Regions from separate parts of the Mus musculus genome. Here regions 1, 2, 4 and 5 are each linked to region 3. The links are chromatin contacts, called in public Hi-C and promoter capture Hi-C maps. All regions are on one chromosome and are shown on one strand. Each heading gives the region's core, a stretch centred on a gene start, on an enhancer-like site or on the middle of the called end of the contact. The rest is flanking DNA. Distances are from core to core; before and after follow the strand shown.

Region 1 (2,700 bases), core at 8-2,507, 2.0 Mb after region 3:
TCCGGGCTGGAGAGATGGCTCATAGATTAAGAACACTAGCTGCTCCTCCAGAGGTTCTAAGTTCAATTCCCAGCAACCACATGGTAGCTCATAACCATCTATAATGTGATCTGGTAACCTCTCTTCTGGCCTGCAGGCAAACATGCAGCCAGAACGATGTATACATAATAAACAATTCTTGGGGGGTTTTTCTTTTCTTTTGTTTTTTAGTGATATCCCTTAGCATAGCACATCCTGTGTGGCACCATCTGGAGGATGGGACTGATTTTGCTCATTTGTCTGTTTGAGGCAGCATCTCTCACTCTGTATGCTAGACCAGCTTCGCTGTGTAACCCAGGTCAGACGGGGCACGGGATCTTGGAATGTAGCCAGGCCAGCCTAACATTCCTCCCCGGGTTTGGACTGCAGACGAGTCACAGTGTACACCACAACGTGTCTTTGTACAAGTTCGCAGGGGGTGCTGCTCCTTCTGTCCTTTCAAAACACATCCTGGGAAGTGCTAACAACACACAGTGAGGACGGGGTAGCTAGCCCGACACCTACTACTTTTCTATTCCCCCTAGTGGGGTTCTCCCCTGGTTTCAACTTGCCTCATCCTTAGGAAAGAATTTCTCTCTTGGGATCTCAGCTTCACATTCGGATCTCAGAAGAGAACGCTGAGCAAGAGGAGACGTTAGGGTTCACAGAATTGTTTTTTTTCCCGTTGAGACAGGTTGTCGTGACCGGGGACTTACCATCCTCCAGCAGGTAGACAGGCTTGCACCATCGCCAGGCGAGGGAACTTTGGTTTGGTTTTTGTTTTTGTTTTGTTTTCCATAGTCATGAACAAAGTCGTGAATAACGTGTAGGTTTAGGAGAGAACGCACAGAAGGTAACTCCAGTGGGGCAGCCCAGGGCTTCCGGGGACCAAGGACCCGGCTCGGGAGGCGGAGCAGGATGCAAGGCCACTTCTTCTTTGTGTCGCTCCGGGGGACGAGCCGCGGCTCAGCCGGCAAGGAAACGTACAATCTCGGCTTTCCTCGGAGGGGCTGTGCCTCAGTCTTCACAGCGCCTCCTCGCGCACAGATCGCCTCCGGGCCGCACTTGTCCCTTCTCGCTCACCGTCCCCTGGCGTCCGCCGGAAGCTTCTGTCACTTCCGCCCACCGGAGGGGACGCTCGCGTCGAGGCGTCGCCGAGCTTCGGAGCCGACCGCCGCGTGGCCGCCGATTGGCTGCGTGCGCACGTCATCAGGGCCCCGCCCCTCCCTCGGCGGCGCCTGCTCCGTGGAGCTTAGCGAGCCGGCCGCTGGGCAGAGCGAGCAGAGCCTCGGCGGGCCACTGTCCCTCGCTGCCCGGACTACCGCTGCCGCCCCGCGCGCCGAGTCCCGCGGTCCCAGACCCCGACTCCCTTCGGCTTGGCCCGCGCGCCCCACGCCCGGCTCGGGCGGCGCGACGGGAGGATGAGCGGCGGGCGGCGGAAGGAGGAGCCGCCTCAGCCGCAGCTGGCCAACGGGGCCCTCAAGGTGTCCGTGTGGAGCAAGGTGCTGCGGAGCGACGCGGCCTGGGACGACAAGGTGCAGAAGGCCCGGCGAGGGAGGACGGGCCCGGGTCTCCCTCGCCCCGGCCAATCGGCCGGGCGCGGCCATGGGAGCAGGGAGCGGGGTGCCAAGGGGGCCGGCGCGTAGTGGAGCGAGCGGAGCCCCTGCTATCCCCCGCCGTTTGCTCCGCAGGATCCGGAGTAGTTAGCGCTTCTGAAGACTGCGCACGTGCCGGGTGCGGAATCCCTGAAGTGCGTTTACTTTGCACATTGCGAGGGGTGGCTCTGTCCTTGCTCGCTTAGATGAGAAAGAAGACATGCCCTGTGAGCTTTAAGATTCGAGAGCCGGTTCTAAGACCACCTTAAGAGGGTGTGAGTTAGTAAGAAAGTCGCTAGACATGGGTTAGAAGAGGTTGGGGACTTAAAGATGCACTCGCTGGTCATCTCCAGAGGATCTGAGCCTGGACGCCTCCTATCATTGCTCCATTCTGTGATCTTCAAGCCTGTCACCATTCAGCCCGATTCTAGATGGTTTGAAAAGAATGCTATATTTGGACTCCTTCCGTTGTTTGGACTGTTGAAATTGGGCTTCCCTCCCTTCAGTTCCGCCATGGAGGGGGGGAGTACTTCCTGAAGGTGCCCTTGGCCTGCCCCCAGCCCTGCCCAGCTCTTGCAAAACCTGTCGTCTTTGTGAACTGCTGTGTCATATTTTTTATCTTCCCCGGTCCAAGGACTGGTGTCTGGAGTCCAGGGCAGTTCACAAACCTGAGTGCTCTTTGTTGGGTGAAACTTAGATGAGCTGGCACAGGCCTAAGCACACACTTCTCCACCACCACACTTTCCTAACTCTGGCTTTCTCAAAAGTCGCTGTACAGGAAGGGTGGGAACTGAAGTTAATAGTTTTTCTTCCTGGAGACTCTCTAGAACTTAGCTGGCCAGCCAAGGGTTATCTGTGGCCAGGAGCACAGTGCCCATTGTCACTTCAAAACAAACTTCTATTTACGCAGCTTCTTTTAAAGAAGTAACGACTTCTCTAAAATATGGTAGAGAACAGGCTCTGGAATTAGTCACTTAATAGTCTAAATATATTGTTTCCCATCACACTTTAGTAGAAGGAATGACAGAAGAACCACATATGGAGCAAGGTGGTGGTGGTAGTGCACTGGGAGGCAGAGGTCGGGGAA
Region 2 (2,700 bases), core at 148-2,647, 1.4 Mb after region 3:
TTTCCTTGGCAATATCAGTTCTGTTGCTTGAGTTTGTTTTTGAGAGGGTCTACATAGCCCTGGCTGGAACACACTATGTAAAAACCAGGCTGGCCTCAGAGACCCTCCTGCCTCTGCTTCCTGAGTGCTGAGGTTTAAAGTATGAGTCACAACAACCAACTAAATAAAGCATTTAATAGGGCCAGTTATTTTACTGCTCAGCTTCGAAACCGCTGTGTACTGCCATCTGCTGAAGCTCGGATACTAGATAGTGTGAGGCAGAGGGGAGAATAGAAGGCTAGAAAACTGAAACCTCATTAACATGGCCTTTTGCAAAACAAAACTCATGCAGGTTTAGAAAAACTGAATGTGGTCTAGATCTAGGTAGATTTCCTGCCTAAGGGCACAGCTTCGCGCAAATGCAGTGGTCCAGGAATAGCTAATCAAAAGCCTTAATCTTACAGGTTCCCAGAATCCTCTAGCTATCAGCTGGAAAGGTGGGCAACAAGTTCGTAAAATAAACCCAATAAATAAAGAACGAACGCAAGACACAGCAGACATGGGAGCTGTCAAAATTCAACTTTTATTAACTCAGGGGTAGGGTGTCAGTCCAGGGAGCCCCAGGCTCCGCCGCTCAGCCGGTGATGCGCACGTCCGCGCGGCGCCGCAGCCGCCGAGCCCGGGCCGCCTCCGGTAGAATGGCCTGCAGCTGCTCCTGCACCAGCATCTCCACGATCTGCTCCTTGGTGCGGATGTCCGGCCGCAGCCACTGGCGGGACAGCTCCCGCAGCTGCCGGAAGGCTTCCCGGGGCCCGGCCGCGTCCTGGTAGCGAAACTGCCGGAAGCGCTGGCGAAAGGTCTCGGGGCCGGGCCGAGAGGCTCCGGGCCGCAGGGCGGCGTCAGCGTAGGGCGCCGTGTTCAAAGCTGCGGGCGCGCCGGGGAGCTCCGGGGCCGGGGAGCTCCCGGAATCGGGCGACGGGGCCGCACAGTCGCCGGCTCCTTCCTGCTGCTCGGGAGGCGCCGCGGGGCTTTGGGGGTCCTGGCTGGGCTGCGGCGCCGCCATGACTACGGCTGTTGGCGTCCCCCTTTGTTTCGCAGTCCGGCGCCTCGCCTGCGTCTGCACCGGAAGGAGGTAACAGAGGGCCGCTGAAGGGCAGGGCCCGGGCACCCCAGCGGGACGCGGACTCAGGACAGGCTGCGGGCAAGCCCAGCTTACCTCGACCCGCGAAGCTCCTCGGTGGCCGGAAATGAACCGATCCGCGAATCCGGAAGCCGCCTCCTCTACCAGTCACGTGAAGTTTGATCTGGGGAAGTCCGTAGACATCAGCTCTACTGACACTAAGGATGGCGGCACTGCAAGGTCCCCATTGGAGCCGGCGGACAAGTCGGACACGACAGAGTCGAAATCTGAGTCGGGATCGGATTCCAGATCAGAGGAAGACAAGGAGAGTCCGGCCTCGATTAAGGAGATAAAGGCGGAGACACCCCAACCGAAGGACCGCCCTGGCGTGCAGGTGACCTGCGCCTCCTAGGGTAGATGCTGGTCCCTACTTGACCAGGCAGGATCTGGGGGTAGCGCTGACAGTCCTGGGTAAAGGAGGGTGATGGTTGGCTAGGGGATTGTCGGAGCTTGGGCGGATGCCCTGGGTGGGACAGCGGGACAGGGGCTCCAATTACTTTTAAAAAGATCTCTCAAGCCCGTAATCCTAGAGCTAAAGGACACCTCCTGAGCTATAAATTGAGCTGAGAATCTCATTAAACACACACACACACACACACACACACACACACACACACACACACACACACACATATACTGTCGCCTGCATAGGTGCAATTGATTTCACTTTATTTTGAGAAGGACAAAGTATTTGGGCAAGAGTCTTCAGACTTTCCTGCCCCCAAACAAGTGCTCAGGGCTTCTTTGTCATTGTTTTTGCTTGTCCTCGAAAACCAAGAGAAAGAGATTCAGTGGGTACTACTTTAACTTTAAGATTAATAAGTGGGGGGCTGGAGAGATGGCTCAGTAGTTAAGAGCACTGACTCCTCTTCCAGAGGTCCTGAGTTCAATTCCCAGCAACCACATGGTGGCTTACATCTACAATGGGCTCTGATGCCCTCTTCTGGTGTGTCTGAAAAGAACAGCGGTGAATACATAAAATAAGTAAATACATCTTTGAAAAAAGTTTAATAAGTAAACTGTAATTAACGATGTCCCAGATGGTGGCCATTAGCTTCTTGTATTTACTGAATCTTTGAAAGGTAAATACCCCGAAATTGAGATGTATTAAAATGTAGAATTACGCATGTGTCTGTAGGAAAAGAAAAATATTTTGTATTTATTACATATTTGAGTATGTTATGTAATTTTGTATATATGGGGGTCAAATAAACTATATTATTAAATTTTACCTGTGTCTTTTTACTTTTAAAATACAACTACTTTGAAATTTTTAAATTACACATACAGTTTATAGTATATCTTTGTTGACTAGCTGCTGTCTAGAGTGTCGGAATCAGGTGTCAGGAAACATCTTTTCTTTGCTTTAACACCCCCAGCAATAAATAGTGCCTGCCTCACAGTTGTCAGGTGGAGTAAATCAAGCTCTGGAAAAGACAGAGCTTTCAGAGCTAGGGAGATGGAGCGGTTGGTAAGGATGCTTGGGATGATGGGATGAGATGAGCGTGGTACCCAAGCATTGTGAGTCCACAGCTCTGGGC
Region 3 (2,700 bases), core at 187-2,686:
GCTCAGGCACTTGGAATTTTATTAGAGGCACTGTACAACTCTAAGCTCCAATTGGCTCATCTCTAAAATGGACTTACAGGAATTTATTTTACTGAACCCTGGAAACCAACTTAAACTAGAACTAGTTCCCATGAAACAAATCTCTAATTCCTTAATGTAGTTACCTAAGTCCTCCATAAACTAACCAGCATCTACTTCAACCAAACTAGTGAATACTTCACTTTCTATGCACTTTCTCCCTTCTTGACCATAAACGCCTTGTGATCAGTTTTCTCATTGGTTGAGAAAATTCTGATCATTTCTAGAGCCCATTCAAAAGCCAACTCTGCACAGAACCTTCAACTATTCCTCTTACCCCTCCCCTAGGCCTGTAAGTCAAGTAAGTCACAAATTCTTCGTAAAGTACTTCCTTGGGGCTAGGATTAGGCTTCTAGGCCCAATGCTAAGCAATATCTAAGCCAAGACCACTCTTTTTTCTTTAAAGTCATTTAATGGTATGTGAACTAGGATAAATCTGGAAAAGGCAAAACCCAAAAAGATTTAAAAGAAAAAAAAAAGACACAATAAAACGGGGGACGGGGCTTGAAAAATTCTGAGATCCAAACCCAGTCAGTTTCACAGCCGGACCTTCCTGCTCACCTCGCCTGTAAAGGAAACTTTGGGACTCGGGCCCGAAAACTTTTCTCGAAAGGTGGTCACTTCCTGAGACTTAAAATATCTTCTCCTCTGGCTCTTTGGGTTCCTGTCTTAAGAAATAAGGCCTCGAGCGGGAAACGGGAGCGAGATATCCGCCCGGAAAAGGCAGCCTACAAAGTTTTAACCTCGGTGCTCCACCGGAACCGAGAGGGGCCTCGCAGGGCACCCTGACCCCTCAGCCGTGAGAGCCGAGGCGGCTATGTGTGTGAGGAAAGGAATGCCGGGGCGGCCGGGCAAACTAACTCGGCATTCAACCCCTTTCCGAGAGGACGGCTCAACACGCTCTCCATTCCGAAACGCCGATCACCGTGGGAGACAGGCCTCGCCGCCGCCCTGAGGAGAGCCGAGGGAGACCAAGTCTGAGGATCCAGAGTCCTCGCCGGCTCCACAGCTCCGGGACGCCTAGGCCGGGCTGCTCCACATGGCGGCCGGCTACAGCTAGGCCGCAGGCCCGGCTTCTCACACAGGTGTGGGTTCGGCTTCCTGCCTCAGTCCTTAGCCCTAACTCCAGCTCAGCCTCTCACCTCGTCCCCGGACATGGCTGTAGTTCGAGCGGGTTCGGCAGGGATGAAAAGTCAAACCGGTCGGCTTCACGGCCCGGAGTCAGCGTAGCTCCCACCGATACTTCTCACAGCACCGCACTAGGCTCTTGCATCAGCGAAAGGGAGCGACACCCCGCCCTCCTCTCAAACGTTGGAAGTGCGCCTGCGCAGAGCTCGCCAAAGCGCAGGCGTACAGTAAAGCCAACCTTACGTGCTTCTCGTGGCGCGAGTTATTCGGCGACTCCCCGGCGCCGGGCATACTGGGACTTGTAGTTTGGCTAGAAAAGACCGGCGCTTGTGCGCTTCGGGAGTTTCGAGGGCGTGCACGACTGTTTTAAACATGTCAGGATGTTCGGGTTCTTGTGCTGCTGGTTACCTAAGAGGTTCGAAAAGTGCTGTGTTGCTTGTAAAGTGAATTTGGGGCCATTTTTCAGGTTTAACTTAGTGGAAACCCTAATATGAACCCGTGGAGCTGAGTTCACGCTTTCCCCTAGAATCGGTCTAGTATTCGAGGAATGCACCTCAGTAGAAGCGTTTCACTTCGTGAGAAGTTTAACCTTCTAGCTTTTTACTTCAGAAGATTCTTCCCTGGTTTTCCATAGTTAGACCGAGGAACGAAGCCGTCCTCTGAGGAGAAACAGCCCAGCAAGCTACAGTCTGTCAGGAAGCTTCGAAATAGTCTTAACTAGCTCAATAAAGGGGCTATGTTGAGAAATGTGTAGAGTAGGTAATTAACTTGTTGACGAACTTCATACCATATAAGTAAAGACACTACAACGTCCTAGGCGATATAATCATCTGGGACTATTAATTATGTGTCCTTTTTTGACTAAAGCTTCCTTATATGGTACATGACTCCTTGTTTATGGAGTCTTTGCTAGACAATTCTGGATGTATCATCTATTTTCCCTGGGGAGATACAGCTGCCATTTAGGAAGGCCTCGGAGTATGCGCTTGTAGTTAAAAAACAAAACAACAAAAAAACACCTGTGTTTGTAACCACAGGGAACTGCAAAGCCCCACTGTTTGAAAGAATGCTCAGCTGGGGCGTCAGGTGATCCACTCAGGTGACTGAAGGGACTGCTCAAGTAAGTAGATGCTATCAGGAGATGAGAGTAATTATCAAGTTTTTAATGCTTCTTGCATAAAAAGAATCAAGTGAGGATTAATCTATGATTAGTGAAAAAAAGCCCTCACGTTAGAAGAGATGGGGAAAGTACTTAGTGATTTTTGTAGTTGGCAAAATGTTCTTCTTGATTGATTTTTGTATTCATACCTGATTACTGAGTTTGTCTTTGTTTTGGTCTACTGGAATTACAAAATGGTCTGTCTGAGCTGGGTGTGGTAGCACTTACCATCCTAGCTCTTGAGAAGTAGAGGCATGAATATCAGAATTTCATAACCAGCCTGGACTACATAAGATTTTATCTTTTTAAATTAATCAATTAATTGATTAATATAC
Region 4 (2,700 bases), core at 186-2,685, 1.3 Mb after region 3:
ACTTTGTAGACCAGGCTGGCCTCAAACTCAGAAATCCACCTGCCTCCTGAGTGCTGGGATTAAAGTCTTGTGCCACCACGCCTGGCCTTTTTTTTTTTTTGGTTTTAAGGCATTTATTGTAGAAAGGCAGAGAGAGGAAGAGAGTAGGGAAGGCTGAGAGTAAGAGCAAGAGAATAAGAGGTAAGAGAGTGTTCTCTTTGAGAGAGGCTTTCTCTTCATAACCCTAGCTGTCCTAGAATTTTCTATGTATGGGATTAAAGGAGCCACCACACCTGGGCTCTACTAATAAAATTTTTATTTTATCTTATTTTTATTTTTTATTTTTGGTTTCTTTGTATACTCCTGGCTGTCCTGGAACTCACTCTGTAGACCAGGCTGGCCTCCCAAGTACTGGGATTAAAGGTGTACGCTGCCACCACCGCCCGGCTTTTTTTTTTGGGGGGGGGGGGCAAATGTTTTGCTTGGAGAGCTATGCTTTTGTGTGAAGAATGACTTTTTTTTTTTTTTGAGACAGGGTTTCTCTGTATAGCTCTGGCTGTGGTGGAACTCACTCTGTAGAACAGGCTGGCACTACACGAAAACAGTGAACAATGACTTTAATCTCAGTATGTCAGGGGCAGAAATGTGGATCACTGTGAGTTCAAGACAAACCTGTCTATACACTGATTTCCAGTCTAGCCAAGGCTACACATATTGAAACTGTTTCAGAAACAAACAAACAAACAAACAAAAACAGCATCAAGTGTGGTTAGATGAGCAAAGGCTTAGATTGACAAGTAGTGTAGGGACATGATGCGATTAGACATAATTTAAGAAGTGCAAGTTTGGTTGCTCCCAGTGTCAAATCAAAGCATGATCGCCTCAGTAAATAGCAATTTTACCACTTCTCGTTAGCACTTGCTAAGTCCCACTGGAGAAACCTCTTTTTTGTTGTGGCGGCATCTTGGACCTTGCTCCCTAGAGACAAAATTCGGCTTTTTCTTTTCAGTTCCCGTTGGAATCCTTTTCTAAGGATGAGAGAGAGCAAAGGCAGAGGTGAGAAGGTTCAGATGAGGACTTGATAGGGGCAGAGCACAGAGGGCGGACTGGTGACAATCGATCTTGAAGATTTAGCTCTTCTTCTGGAGAAGGAACAAGTCGTTCTGATAAGCTCTTGCGTGTGAAGAGCGGATTGGAAGAGGGAAAGTAGTGAGCTGTAAAGACTACGATCTCCGTGGAGCGTGGTGACAGACGGGGTAGAGGGAGGTGGGCGACTTTCCACCATTTAGAAGGAGAACTAAGAGGGTACATAGGCAGCACCCAGGCCAATGCTTCTGGTGACCTCAGCCGTCACGGGTGAGTGCGGACTCGGCGTTCCCGCTTCAGGGAGGTGGGCGTGGCTTGCTCGCGCTGTCGTCCTGGCGACCGGGAGGGGCGGGGCCCGGGGCGGGGCTGTAGGGAGGCTGCGTCACTCGGCGGTGGAGATGGTGCGTGTGTGTGGGGGGCGGGGGATACGCTGGGCGCGTCCCCGGGGTCACGTGGTGCGCAGCGCGCACAGTCCTTCTGTCGGTTGGTCTGGAGCGGCGCAGCAGGAGCGGGGCCGTGAGGTGAGCTCGTGGCGAGGCGCGGCGACGCGAAGCCAGCTGGTTGGGGCCGTGTTGGGGGCAGGCCCCGTGCCGCGCGCGCGCTGTGCGGGCGGGACCGGGGACGGACGCCCCGGCCACTGCGGGACCCTGGCTCACTCCTGTTCCCCGACTGGCCCCCGGATCACCCAGCCCCGGAGGGAGGCCCGGGGACCGCTGCTGAGAGCGTGGCGGGCGTGCGAGCGTCGCCCAATCACTGCGGCTACCCGCGGGAATGACGGCCGCTCAGGCCAATCAGCGGGGCCCGAGGGGGCTGGGCCGCGAGGTGCGGGCCCGGGGCGCGGAACGGGGCAGTGGGGGTGGGGATGGGTGCTGAGGCTGCACCCCCTGCTTAGTCCGCGAGATAGGGGGAGGCCTAAGCTGCTGCCTCTGCCGCGGGGACGGGTTTTCGTGAAGTGCCTTTCTTATCCTGATCTGGGAAGCACACCCTTTCCTCACGACCCTGTATATGGGAGTGTCCCCTTTCTCTGTAGTTTGGAAAATCTGGGCGTCCCTCCACTCTTAAAATCTCTAATCTTGGGATTTTTCTCTCGATTTCTAACCGTCCCTGAAAACGGATTGAAATCATACTCTCTTTTCTTTGCTCCCCCATACTGAGGGAACACTCCTATATTCAAACCTAATTAACAGTTTTCCCTTTTCAATTTGGGGTCCAGTCCGTTAGTAGGTTCCTCAGAAATCAGGTCACTAACCAAAGTTATCTAATACTTTATTATTATTATTATATCCCACAACTCCAGGGAGGACGACCTCTGTCCAGGCCTCAGCTCTGGTATGTTTTCAGAAGTTAGTGAATGTGGGGGTCAGTTCTTTTTTTCTTAGTCCTTTAGTGTGGAATGCGCACCCCTTTCAGGCTCTTCTCCAAATCCTGATGCTTCTGGCACATAGTTTGCAGTTTCATCTGTAAGGGGCTTCACTAACGTGTCCTTAAGTATGTCTTGGGGCTGCACTCTTTGATGAGTTCTCCAAGCTACCTTGTTTCTCCGGGGGGGGGGGGGAGGGGATTTGTTTTCCTATCTGAGAGTATCTTTGCTTTCAGTGTCCCTTTAAGGTTTGAGATGCGCCTCTTTTAGCAGGA
Region 5 (2,700 bases), core at 165-2,664, 1.1 Mb after region 3:
GTCTACAGAGAAAAAAACAAAAACAAACAAACAAACAAAACAACAACAACAAAACCTCTTTAGGTTGACAGGAAATTGAATTCAACAGCATAAAATAGATTCCTAAAGTGGGATTTATTATCTGAAGCAAGAGTTCTACGTCAAGACCTTTAAGCTCAAGCATGGAGACTGAGCACAGCATGGTTGCTGGCTGCTCTTTCAGGGGACCCTGGTTCAGTTCCCAGCACACATTGGGTGACTCAGAACTGCCCATAAGTCCAGATTTCAGGGATCCAATGCCCCGTACTATCATCTGGTACACATAAACACATGTAGACACACATAAAAATAGTTAATAAATCTTCAAAACAGAAACCTCCCATGAGACGCTAAGAGGCTGAGGCAGGAGTCCAGGTGTTCCTGGTCAGCCAGAGCAGCAGAAAGACACTTTCTTAAAACAAAACTATTGAGCACTTTGTTTTAGTCTTTATAGCGGTATTAAGCTGTCTAGAGCTAATGGGTTACAACAGAAAGCAAATAAGGGTTTGTTTAATCTCCACTCCATAGCCTTGTCCTGGAGGGGTGGAATCAGCGAACGTCTTTATTTTATTTATTGACCCACACTGGGATTAGCACTTGGACGCTGTTTAAGAACCCAGGGTACTCTGAAGTCCAGAACTGGGTTCCACTATTGATCAGTTTAAGCTTGAAAAAAAAAGCAAAGTTAACACCCACTCTCTTTTAAAAATAACTTATAGATTATATTTACTTTTTTGTGAGTGTAGTCAAGGGCACGCCACGGCATTCATATGGAGGTCAGAGGACATTTTGCAAGAATCAGTTTTTTTCCACCATGTGGGTCCTGGGTATAGAACTCAGAATTGGCAGCAAATGCCTTCACCTTGCAAGCCAGTTAATACCCACTTCCCCCTGCAGAGATTCTCATGCCTTAACCGCATTGGAAACACCTTGGAGCCACTTTTGACTTTCTAATGAGGGAACCAATGATTTCCTTGGAACCGATTTCTTTCTTTCTTTTTTCTTTTGTAATTTTTCAAGCCAGGGTTTCTTTGCGTAACATCCCTGGCTGTCTTGGAACTCTCTTTGTAACCCAGGCTGAACTCGAACTCACAGACATCCGCTTGACTCTGTCTTCTGAGTGCTGGGATTAAAGAGTGCGCCCACCCCGGTTTGGAACCAATTCTAATTAACGCTGCGGTGGCTCTGGCGGGGTCAAGTTGGAAGCGCTGTCCTAAGAGATCCAAAGGTCCAAGGAGAGGCACTTACCACAGGTGCTGTCACTCCGCACCCAAGCACCGCCCTCTGTGCTCCCAGCCCGCCCCTCTCGGAGCACTGCCCAATCCGCGCGAGGAGGCGTGACAATGTCCACAAGCTAGACTGCCTTTGAGGAGGCAGGTGAGGGGGTGGAGCCCCACTTACGCACCGCTACGCCTGCGCAAGACAGCGAGGGGCGTGACCCCGGGTCCAGGCCGGAAGCGGGAGGCTGGAGGGGCGGGCCGGCTGGTGTCCCCTTTCCGGCCGGTCCCCATGGAGGCGCTGGGGAAGCTGAAGCAGTTCGATGCCTACCCTAAGACTCTGGAGGACTTCCGGGTCAAGACCTGCGGGGGTGCCACGGGTAGGTCTCGGCGCGGGCAGGGTTGCAAGGAGGGAGCTGTCCTCGCGTTCGGCCCGGGCTCCCGGACCCTCCGTGGCCTGCTAAGGGGCTGAGGGGTGGGATATAGGCCGTTCCAAATCTCGCTCTCGCCCTGCAGTGACCATCGTCAGTGGCCTTCTCATGCTCCTGCTTTTCCTATCGGAGTTGCAGTATTATCTCACTACGGAGGTGAGGGGCGTGGCCTAGAGCGTGGGCGGGGCCTGGCATTCTAAGGGCAGGACCCTTAAAGGTGGGAGAGGGGAGGAGAGGCGAGGAGAGGCATAGGGGCGAATCTGACTGAGGTAGACATGCTCTAGGTGCATCCTGAGCTCTACGTGGACAAGTCTCGGGGGGATAAACTGAAGATCAACATCGATGTTCTTTTCCCGCACATGCCTTGTGCCTGTGAGTACCCGATTGTGAGTGGGGAGTTGGACTCCTGGACGTAGGGTGGGCTTCCAGATTTACACCTCTGGCCTTAGATCCCAGAGTGAATGCCAGGCCATCCTCATTCCCCGAGTCCATTTCTTCCTCAAGATACATCTTTCCCATCAAAGCTCAGCTCTCCGGGTCCCTGGTGTCGTAGCGCCTTAGCTTGCCTCTCTGTTTCCAGACTTGAGCATCGATGCCATGGACGTGGCCGGGGAGCAGCAGCTGGATGTGGAACACAACCTGTTCAAGAAACGACTAGACAAGGATGGCGTCCCCGTGAGCTCAGAGGCTGAACGGCACGGTAACCAGGGGAGGGGGACAGGTCTCCGATCCTACAGCTGGACATGCCTGCCTTCCACACATGGGCCGTTGCAGGCTCAGTGACACCGTAGACAGAAGTCAGCTGGCTTGCTTAGGGTTCTACAACTATTAAAAATCAAGAGTCAGTTGAATCCATGCTTCTGGTATTGGAACATTGAGTAGAATACCTTAGGGGCTGGAGAGAGGGCCCAGTGGTTAAGAGCAAGACACTTTGCTCGGTTATCGTTTCTCAAGCTTGAACATGGGTCTTCCTTAGGTAAAGGAAGTTTGCTTGTCCACCTCATTGGCTAGAGTACTGTCCCCCGTTGCAGTGC

Evidence for each region. Promoter capture Hi-C pulls out the DNA fragments that hold promoters and counts their contacts. A called contact is a pair of places that touch in the nucleus more often than the background predicts. Capture Hi-C pulls out chosen DNA fragments and counts their contacts.
Region 1: a promoter capture Hi-C map of pre-B cells shows a contact between it and region 3, with 2.5 times the contacts expected there. The contact joins the promoter of Rab5if here to the promoter of Eif2s2 in region 3.
Region 2: a contact with region 3 is called in a promoter capture Hi-C map of liver, with 2.7 times the contacts expected there. The contact joins the promoter of Scand1 here to the promoter of Eif2s2 in region 3. A contact is called at or near these places in 3 of 39 promoter capture datasets (liver and pre-B cells) and 1 of 9 other capture datasets (liver).
Region 4: a Hi-C map of B cells shows a contact between it and region 3, with 5 read pairs. The contact joins the promoter of Phf20 here to the promoter of Eif2s2 in region 3. A contact is called at or near these places in 3 of 39 promoter capture datasets (cranial neural crest, pre-B cells and second pharyngeal arch cranial neural crest), 1 of 484 Hi-C or Micro-C datasets (B cells) and 1 of 115 datasets of contacts at active chromatin or transcription factors (embryonic stem cells).
Region 5: a promoter capture Hi-C map of pancreatic islet shows a contact between it and region 3. The contact joins the promoter of Ergic3 here to the promoter of Eif2s2 in region 3. A contact is called at or near these places in 2 of 39 promoter capture datasets (liver and second pharyngeal arch cranial neural crest) and 1 of 9 other capture datasets (pancreatic islet).

Annotation. Positions count from the first base shown.
Region 1 is chr2:156,861,865-156,864,564 of GRCm38.p6, forward strand. It overlaps Rab5if (RAB5 interacting factor), which reads left to right and starts at 1,258. Exons shown (of 4, transcript NM_026124.3): 1 at 1,258-1,553. The coding sequence starts at 1,440. 5430405H02Rik (RIKEN cDNA 5430405H02 gene) reads right to left here and starts at 1,081. Exons shown (of 3, transcript NR_027914.1): 1 at 735-1,081.
Region 2 is chr2:156,311,307-156,314,006 of GRCm38.p6, forward strand. It overlaps Scand1 (SCAN domain-containing 1), which reads right to left and starts at 1,398. Exons shown (of 2, transcript NM_020255.3): 1 at 1,196-1,398; 2 at 540-1,096. The coding sequence starts at 1,042. The coding sequence ends at 614. Cnbd2 (cyclic nucleotide binding domain containing 2) reads left to right here and starts at 1,167. Exons shown (of 13, transcript NM_027585.2): 1 at 1,167-1,493. The coding sequence starts at 1,227.
Region 3 is chr2:154,891,470-154,894,169 of GRCm38.p6, forward strand. Eif2s2 (eukaryotic translation initiation factor 2, subunit 2 (beta)) reads right to left here and starts at 1,437. Exons shown (of 9, transcript NM_026030.2): 1 at 1,221-1,437. The coding sequence starts at 1,235.
Region 4 is chr2:156,195,212-156,197,911 of GRCm38.p6, forward strand. Phf20 (PHD finger protein 20) reads left to right here and starts at 1,436. Exons shown (of 18, transcript NM_172674.2): 1 at 1,436-1,586.
Region 5 is chr2:156,006,614-156,009,313 of GRCm38.p6, forward strand. Ergic3 (ERGIC and golgi 3) reads left to right here and starts at 1,415. Exons shown (of 13, transcript NM_025516.5): 1 at 1,415-1,615; 2 at 1,752-1,822; 3 at 1,951-2,038; 4 at 2,247-2,366. The coding sequence starts at 1,528. It also overlaps a transcript of 6430550D23Rik not described here.